3 separate regions of the Mus musculus genome follow, and all the other regions are linked to region 2. A link is a contact called in public Hi-C and promoter capture Hi-C data. All regions are on one chromosome and are shown on one strand. The core of a region is the stretch at or near the end of the contact, and the rest is flanking DNA. Distances in the headings are between cores, read along the strand shown. Region 1 holds the start of Alg11 (asparagine-linked glycosylation 11 (alpha-1,2-mannosyltransferase)). Region 2 holds the start of Thap1 (THAP domain containing, apoptosis associated protein 1). Region 3 holds the start of Tti2 (TELO2 interacting protein 2).

Region 1 (2,700 bases), core at 4-2,503, 4.1 Mb before region 2:
TTAAAACAATGCACAAATCTTCAAGAATTCATCATATGCCTGCGACCTATACAAGTTTCAGTAAGTATTTGTTGATTGAAAACGCACATGAAGAAAAGAAAAACAGACCTGCTTTTCATGTTAAATATTCTACGCTGTTTGCATCTCTAAGAGGCTGCATTAATTAACCCCCTGTATTATTAAATGAATGCCTTCAAGGTACAGGACTTGGATGTAGACCTTTTGAGGAGCATTAGCCAGGCATTAGCGAGGTATTAGCACTCCCAGGAGCAACTAGAGTTTTTATACAGCAAGCCCACGCTCAAGAGCTCTTTAATAAGGACCGGGGAAAGTTCTGGGCTCGAAATCGTTGTACACCAGAGGGCTAGTGGCACCCTTGATCTAGAGGGTTTTCCTCCCGGGTTCTCAGGGGTACGTGTCCACAGTCACGAGCCCTGGAGGAACCGAGGAGAAAAGCGCTTTGAGCAGGTGCGTACACGCTGCGGTCAGGCAAAGGAAACTTACTTTCCGACTGGCCTCTTTGGCTGTGACCTGTCTCTCCTGTTCAGGCATCGTCCCCACAGACGCCAAGTTCTTCCTGGGATCCATCCCCGAGCCCAAAGGTCACCTGGTTGGGGGGAGGGAAGGGCGACTTTACAAGCCAGGGAGAGGAGGCGCGAAGAAGCGCATCCGTGGTTCCTGGGGAACACAGGGCTCAGATCTCCCAGCCCCGGCGCTGCGGACTACGGACAGCGAGGTCCGCGGTGCGCTGCAGATAGGGTGCAGCGAGGACCACAGTCTCAGGACGCCCGCTCCAGCGCAGCCCCCTCTCCACCCCGCGCCCCGCTACTGCGGCCGCTGGGGACTCGCCGACACCTCTGAAAGAGCGGACTCTGTACTGGAAGATTAGCTCGTCGCCCGCCCGGACCTCCCATTGGGTCCCAACCGGCTGGCAGCGCCGCGGTGGGGGCAGGGCTGGGCGCCCTCAAGGGGGCTTCCAGACGGGAGGGGGGGGAGCGAAGTGGGCGGGGCGAGTGGGGTGGGAGGGGCGAGAGAGCCGGCTGTCCATCACAAGCCACGCCCCACCACCGCCACCGCAGCGGCGTGGCCCAAGTGGGATGGGCCCGTGTGCGCCCCGCCTGTGGGAAGCGGCTATTAGGCAACCTGCAGGAAGGCGTGTAAGCGGGGGGCGTGGCTAACGGCACACGCTTCCTCAGGAGCCAATAGGATAGAAGAACAGGCAAGCGCTTCCGGGCTGTGAGAGGGGAGGGTGGGATAAGATGGCGGCGGACACTGGGAGCTGGTGCGTGTACGCCGTGCTGCGGTGAGGATCTGGTGGCCTGAGCTCACGAGGGCGTGGAGGGTTTGGAGGCAGTCCAGATAAAGTCTGTAGAAGCGCTTTCTTCGTGCCTCGGTTTACCTCGGTTGTTTCGCATGCCGATCAGCTGTTTTCCTTAACTGGCTACCTGCTGCTTCGTAAACCAGTTGGTTGACTCTCTGCTACTTGACCATCTGTTGATTTCTTCTTTCCTGGTTGATGTTTAAAGTTGTAAATATATTGGTTTTGCCTTTGAGATACATATCGTTTCTTATGTAAGAATTACATAAAGTTGGTAGAAATAAACAGGAATGTTAACCACCCGGTGGTCACTACTATTGTAATAGTTCCATATTTCAAAAGTTGTTTCTGCCCTATGAAAGCCTACCTAAGTTCATATGTGTTTTTGTTCAGGTTGAACATTTATAGCTAGCGAAATAGCGTTCTGAAGAGCAGTGGATACATGCATTCTTGCCAGAGTTTGTATTACATCTTCCTTTCTGAGCTGTCTGCTTCAAGGTCTGTAGTGATTGCTAAAAATATGAATAGGCTAGTTTGTTCTAGCACATTCTTGGCCTTTTCCCGATAAATGGAATGCTGCCAGCTCTGTACAGTGTACATTGTCATGAGTGACTTTCTGCATTATAATGGTCATTGATAAGTAATTCAAAGCTTTGGATTACAGTTACCTTTCTTCCAAGCATTTGGTTTAAATATGGGTATGTATTGGCTAGGAATCAAGTGTTTACCTAACATCTTTGAGGCCCTGAATCACCAGTCATCACCACTAAGGGGAAAAAAATTAATTTTTTTTGTTTTTTTGTTTTGTTTTGTTTTTGTTTTTCGAGACAGGGTTTCTCTGTATAGTCCTGACTGTCCTGGAGCTCACTTTGTAGACCAGGCTGGCCTCAAACTCAGAAATCCTCCTGCCTCTGCCTCTCAAGTGCTGGGATTAAAGGCATGTGCCACCACCGCCCGGCACTTTTTTTTTAAATAATTTTTTTAGCAGACTTAGGAGCTACAGAACTTAATATTAAGCAAGTGTGTAAAAAGTAAACCTTAGTTTGTAGCTGACTTTTTAAATTGACAACAGGTTGATTTTCACCTTTTATTTATCTCAGGTTTTTCTATTCACTCTTCTTTCCTGGACTGATGATATGCGGAGTTTTGTGTGTATATTTGGTCATTGGCCTTTGGGTTATCAGGTGGCATCTACAGAGAAAGAAGAAGTCTGTGTCGACCAGCAAAAATGGAAAAGAACAAACGGTGGTTGCATTTTTCCATCCATACTGTAATGCAGGTGGCGGAGGAGAGAGAGTTCTGTGGTGTGCTTTGAGAGCCCTGCAGAAAAAGTAGGTATGCATCTTTCTTAGCTCAAACACAGCGCTACTGCTTGCTAAGAT
Region 2 (2,700 bases), core at 150-2,649:
TGCTGCCATCATCAGCAATTTGGACTTTATTCACTACAGAGGTATCCTGGGATGTCTAAGCTTTATAAACAAGGGGCTGGCAGTGTTTTTATGAGGGACAGAGAGAAAGCTGAAGACTAGGACTGACAAAAAGTTGAGACTGTGAGTACTTGAATTCAAGGATGGTGGTGAGAGAATAACCTCTCTATTCTATGAGGTTAACCTAAGTCTCGAGGAAGGGGTCCTAGGAGCAGCTGATAAGAGCACTTAGCATCAAGACTAATGATCCGAGTTAGGTCCCAGAGCCCACAAGGTGGAAGGAGAGAACCCACTCCCACAAACTGTCCTCTGACCCACAACATGTGTGCCTGGTGCCCAGCTGCCTGGAGTTATAGATGGTTGTGAACTGCCTTGTGGGTGCTGGGAATCGAACCCGGGTCACCTGCAAGAGCAACAAGTGTTCTTTTCTGCTGAATTAAAGCCTAGTTTTTTTGTTTTATCTCAGTGACACCAGGATTTCAGATTTAAGTAGTTGGCGAATGTATTAAACCATATACCTGATAACTCTGAAGGCAAGTCCATGTGTGCTCAAGTAAAACGAGCTAGGAAAAGATGGTATGTGGGTTCAATAGTCAAAGTTCTAGAGATGGTAGCCACTAAATAGATCCTTAAGAGAAGCAATATTTAAGGGTACAGAAAATAGTTTATAAGGGAGAGAATGCGCCACACACTCCAAACTACAGAGGGTCAAGCCTGTAACACTTGTCTTCAGCTTGAAAAATCGCTGCGCCTACACAAAGGTAACAACGTTCAGAAGTGCACTGTAGGGATGGAAAGATGGCTCTGCAGTTGAGAGCACTGACTGCTCTTACATAGGTCCTGAGTTCAATTCCCAGCAACCACATGGTGGCTCACAACCATCTGCAGTGAGATCTGATGCCCTCTTCTGGTGTGTCTGAAGACAGCGACAGTGTACTCACATACATTTAAAAAAAAAAAAAAAGGTCTTCCTTCCCAGCTTAGAGGAAATGAAATGCGCGTTTGTCCTCGTTGTCTAGTTAGACGGTCACCTGGATTCTGAACGTGGACCACAGGTTTGTACAATCCACGCATCTGCTGGTTCCCCCCCCTTTAAAAAAAAACTGCGTATGGCCAGGGACGAGCTCTTCCACGTTCTCCTGCAGGCTTTCGGACCCAACAGGCCGTTCTTTATCAAGCTGCAGCAGAAAACGCCGGACAAATTAACGACAGTCACCACTACGAGAACGACTGCAGTCAGGATCCCAAACAAACGCGCTCTCTTCCGGCCAAGGCGCAGAGGGCCCACCCACTTCCGCACTGCTGACCACGCCCCACAGGCGCGCCTCGCCCCAGCCAATGGTCAGCTTCCCTGGGAACGTTACCTTCAGCCAATCAGAGACGGCGAGCCGAGTCCTCGCGAGAGGTGAGGCTGAAGCTGCCTCCGCCATCTTGAAGATGGGAGACGGGCGACAGCTGTGGTCCTTCTGCTAAAGCAAACCCCACAACGGACAGGGTAGTCACTCCCCCACCCCAACCCCCACCCCACGGCGAGGTGATCGTCCCCGTAACTGCTGACCGACGCCACCGAGAGCGGCGAGCGTTATCAAGGCCGAGCGCGGCGACCCCGACGGCCCCCTTCGCCTGCCTCCCGGGCCGAAGGGAAGTGTGGAGGGCCAGAAGGATGGTGCAGTCCTGCTCCGCCTACGGCTGCAAGAACCGCTACGACAAGGACAAGCCCGTCTCCTTCCACAAGTAGGTAACTGGCGTGCTCCGCGGCCGCGGCGACAGGGGCGCGCGGGCGGGTGGGGGCGGAGCCCGGCGCGTGGCCGCGCGAGACCTGGAGGAGGCGGGGCGGGCGCTCGGGCGCTCAGGGCGGCGGACGGGCCGGGCCGGCGGGGGCGGGGACCCACGGGGGCGCGTCCCCGTGGCTGCGCGCCCCCGCTGCGCATCCCGGGCGCGCGGCGTCTCCGTTGGTCTTGGCCTCCGCTGGGGGCTGAGACCGCGCGCCTTCGCGCTCGCGGAGGGTTTCCGGCGGGCGGGCAAGCGAGCGAGCGACGCCCAGAAGCCTCTCGCAGCCCTGCGTACCTCTTCGTCCCAAGCCGCGGCGTGGCCGTGGCACATAGGGAGGAAGTCGAGCTGGGAACGCACAGGGGGAGGAGGACAGGTTTCGGACCTCACTGTGGATGCCGGGAAGGAAGCAGGGCAGCTGACCGGGATGCCAGGGAGGACTCTTAAGTCCTAGCGTCAAAGAACCAACCTTTAGCATCCATGGGCTTTAGAGGAGGCTCTTGGTATTGTCGAGATGAACCCCTGTCTTTCAACACACAGGAAGAACGAGACGATAGCACACACTTGACTCTGTTGCCGTGGTGAAGGTTAATGTGAGCGAATACCAGCTTTACCCCCACAGCCGTCAGGGCTCGTTCTTGTAGTGGGTGCAGCAATCAAGAAGCCAGGGTGAAAAATACTCTGGAGAGATGGCTCAGCGGTTGAGAGCACTGACTGCTCCTCCAGAGGTCCTGAGTTCAATTCCCAGCAACCACATGGTGGCTCACAACCATCCGTAATGAGAAATGACGCCTTCTTCTGATGTGTCTGAAGACAGCTACAGTGTACTTATATATAATAAATAAATCTTTTTAAAGAGAAAAATAAAAATACTCTCTTGAAAGAAGAAAGTCATAGAATTAGCGTTACTGA
Region 3 (2,744 bases), core at 211-2,710, 5.0 Mb after region 2:
GGCTTTGGGAAACCCAGCGAGAGATCTCAACAATACAGAGCACTCCTCAAGTCTGAAAGGCGTCTGGATCCACTGGACACAAAGGGCACATGCTACAGAAAAGAAACGTCCCACACAGTACAGACACAATAACCTCTTATTGACTGGCCTCAAGCTGCTTTTGTTAAGGGAAGGTTTCTCTTGGAAGTGGTTAGCAGTGATTGATCAGAGTGCCACCAATTGGTCAGAGTGGGAAAAGCCAGAAGAAAGAGGTTCCGAGTTAGAATTCTAATCACCAGATTTTCTTGGAAAGAAGAAATGTAAATTAATGTTGGTGCTGTTGCATAACAATGGGAACTAACACCTCTATGAACTTTATGCTGATCAGATATTGTTCCCGGCATTTATGTACATTAAAAATTGTCCCAACAGTCCTAAGAGATGGGGACCAGTAATTATCTACATTTGTTTCCCCAATACAGAAATTAAGACATAGAGATCTGAGCTATTGCCGTTTGCAAGAGGTCACACAGAGAAGTGAAGGGGGGAAAAAAAGCCACACAGGCATCACTGGTAGTGTAGTGGCAAATAGTGTAACACTAAGAAGAGCATGTCTTGGAGTGGAAAGATGGTTCAGTTAAGAACATGCCATGGCTAACAAACTCCAGAAATTCAAGTTCAGAGAACTGGACACTGTTTTCTGGCTTCCGCGGGGACCAGGGGGGGCACCAGGTACACATATACGCATGTGAACAAAGCATTTATACACATCAGAGTAATAACTTAATAAAACAATTTTTCTTAGAAAGAAGTGAATTGTACCAGAGCGACTTGTAAGAAGCATAACTCTGTCACTTTCAGTTTCTCTTAGGAATGGAATGTACTTTAGTAATAATGTATTAGTCCCAGGTACCCTGGACACTTTCCACTACCTAACCAGTAATCCTACCTGACTGAACCAAGAAGTAAAAAACAGGGCATAACTCTAATCTACACAAGAACCAGAAGTGGAGGATCCTCCTAAGTTCATGTCAGACGGGTAATGTGCCCACGTCGTAACAAGGTTTATGGGCGGCACATGTCACGCAATGGCGTGAACACCCAATCATCACGCTTTATGAACCAGAAAGGATCGGCCTTACTGTTAGCTTGCGAAGTATCGAGTAAGTCTCACCAGTTTTTCAAAGAGGGTGACTAATATGCTGCCGCTCTATTTAGCTTTTGCACACAAAATCTAGTACAATTTCAAACTGTTACTAGGATTTTGCGAGAATTCTCTTGTTTCTAGCCTAGCAGATGAAATCAGGAACAAACTTAATGAGCGAACGCTTAGTTATGCAAATATATCCTTCATGCTCCACCTTTTACCCCTTCCTTCTCTGACGGACTGTTTGTTGCTTTCTGGTCGCGAGTCGTAAAAAGAAGCGTTGCGGCTCCGCTGGCGGAAGTTAGTTTTGCTTTACGGCTACAATGCTCTCCAGGGCCGGAAGTTGCGGAATACAGCTACCGTACTGGAAGAGCGCTTGGTTTCGGGAGCCTTTTTGGTGTCACGGTTCAGTAGTTTGTCTTTAAAATTAACTGTTTTTTTTTTCTTTTTTGAGTTTTCGGAAAGACAAATTTCGCTACGTGTTAGGAGCTTGAGGCTCTCCTATTTTTTTTTCGAGACAGGGTTTCTCTGTGTATCCCTGGCTGTCCTGGAACTCACTCTGTAGACCAGGCTGGCCTCGAACTCAGAAATCTGCCTGCCTCTGCCTCCTGAAGCGTGCGCCACCACTGCCCGGCTTGAGGCTCTCTTCTTACAGCCACTTTACTGGGTGGATTGACACTCGATCCTTGCGTCAAGACAGTGAGACATCTCGCCTTTTAGCTGTGCCTGGTTTTAGTTCTGTTCGTTGGGGGACACCGAGCCCCGGACGACCTTCCCTCCGAGACTCCAGACACCATCCCCATTTGGTCTCTGTCCCCCCCCGGGGGGGGCGGGGGGGGCGAGCCCAGCCCCTCCGGTGCGACTAGGAATGAAGCTGGACAGTGCCGAAGAGAAGTCGGGGGTCGGCTGCTCCCTGCCTGCAGAGGGCTCTCCCCCGGCCCTCGAACCAGCCTTCTCCAAGATTCTGAACCGTCTCAGCCGCCCAAAGTCATCAGGACAGGGCGGCGCAAGAAATGCGGCTCTTAAAGACCTCGGCGCTTTAATAGAAGCCGCCGAAGGTGACAGATTCTTTGAGGGGAGTGGGAGTGGGGGATCCCTCCGGGGGATGCCCGAGATCCTGGGGCAGGTGGTGAGAGCCCTGGAGAAGTTCGCAGCACCCGAGGAGAAGGCAGATGGGGTCGAAGAGCATCCCGAAGTGCCCGAGAAGGCGACTGAAGTTGGCTCACTGTTTCTAAAGCTGTTGGGGAAGGTTGAAGCTGCCAAGAGTTCTCCCGACTGCCCTGCGTGGAAGACAGGCCTCCGTCACATGTCAGGACCCGTGTATATTTTTGCCATCACTCACAGATTGAAGCAGCCATGGACCAGTCCAGCATCTCAGCATGTTGCTGGTGAGGTGCTGTCTTTATTGCTTAGAGTTACTGAGTGCAGTTCTGTGGCAGGATTCCTATGCGGAGAAAATGAAGACGATCGAGGGAGATTTGCTGTGGTCTTGGGGCTTCTTAAGCCCCATTTGAATAAGTGAGTAATGCTCTTTTCACTATTATCAGACAGATAGGGGTGCTGAGATAATAGATTTCTTAAGGACCGGAACGGTTGTGGCTTACTAGAGACGAGGAAA

Evidence for each region. Promoter capture Hi-C pulls out the DNA fragments that hold promoters and counts their contacts. A called contact is a pair of places that touch in the nucleus more often than the background predicts.
Region 1: a Hi-C map of CD8 T cells shows a contact between it and region 2, with 5 times the contacts expected there. The contact joins the promoter of Alg11 here to the promoter of Thap1 in region 2. A contact is called at or near these places in 1 of 39 promoter capture datasets (pre-B cells) and 2 of 484 Hi-C or Micro-C datasets (CD4 T cells and CD8 T cells).
Region 3: a promoter capture Hi-C map of pre-B cells shows a contact between it and region 2. The contact joins the promoter of Tti2 here to the promoter of Thap1 in region 2. A contact is called at or near these places in 3 of 39 promoter capture datasets (cranial neural crest, frontonasal cranial neural crest and pre-B cells) and 2 of 484 Hi-C or Micro-C datasets (CD4 T cells and CD8 T cells).

Annotation. Positions count from the first base shown.
Region 1 is chr8:22,059,468-22,062,167 of GRCm38.p6, forward strand. Alg11 (asparagine-linked glycosylation 11 (alpha-1,2-mannosyltransferase)) reads left to right here and starts at 1,254. Exons shown (of 4, transcript NM_001243161.1): 1 at 1,254-1,303; 2 at 2,419-2,649. The coding sequence starts at 1,260. It overlaps Atp7b (ATPase, Cu++ transporting, beta polypeptide), which reads right to left and starts at 607. Exons shown (of 21, transcript NM_007511.2): 1 at 505-607. The coding sequence starts at 588.
Region 2 is chr8:26,156,770-26,159,469 of GRCm38.p6, forward strand. Thap1 (THAP domain containing, apoptosis associated protein 1) reads left to right here and starts at 1,400. Exons shown (of 3, transcript NM_199042.2): 1 at 1,400-1,752. The coding sequence starts at 1,682.
Region 3 is chr8:31,148,856-31,151,599 of GRCm38.p6, forward strand. Tti2 (TELO2 interacting protein 2) reads left to right here and starts at 1,461. Exons shown (of 7, transcript NM_144927.3): 1 at 1,461-2,644. The coding sequence starts at 1,995. It overlaps Snord13 (small nucleolar RNA, C/D box 13), which reads right to left and starts at 1,103; the gene lies at 1,006-1,103.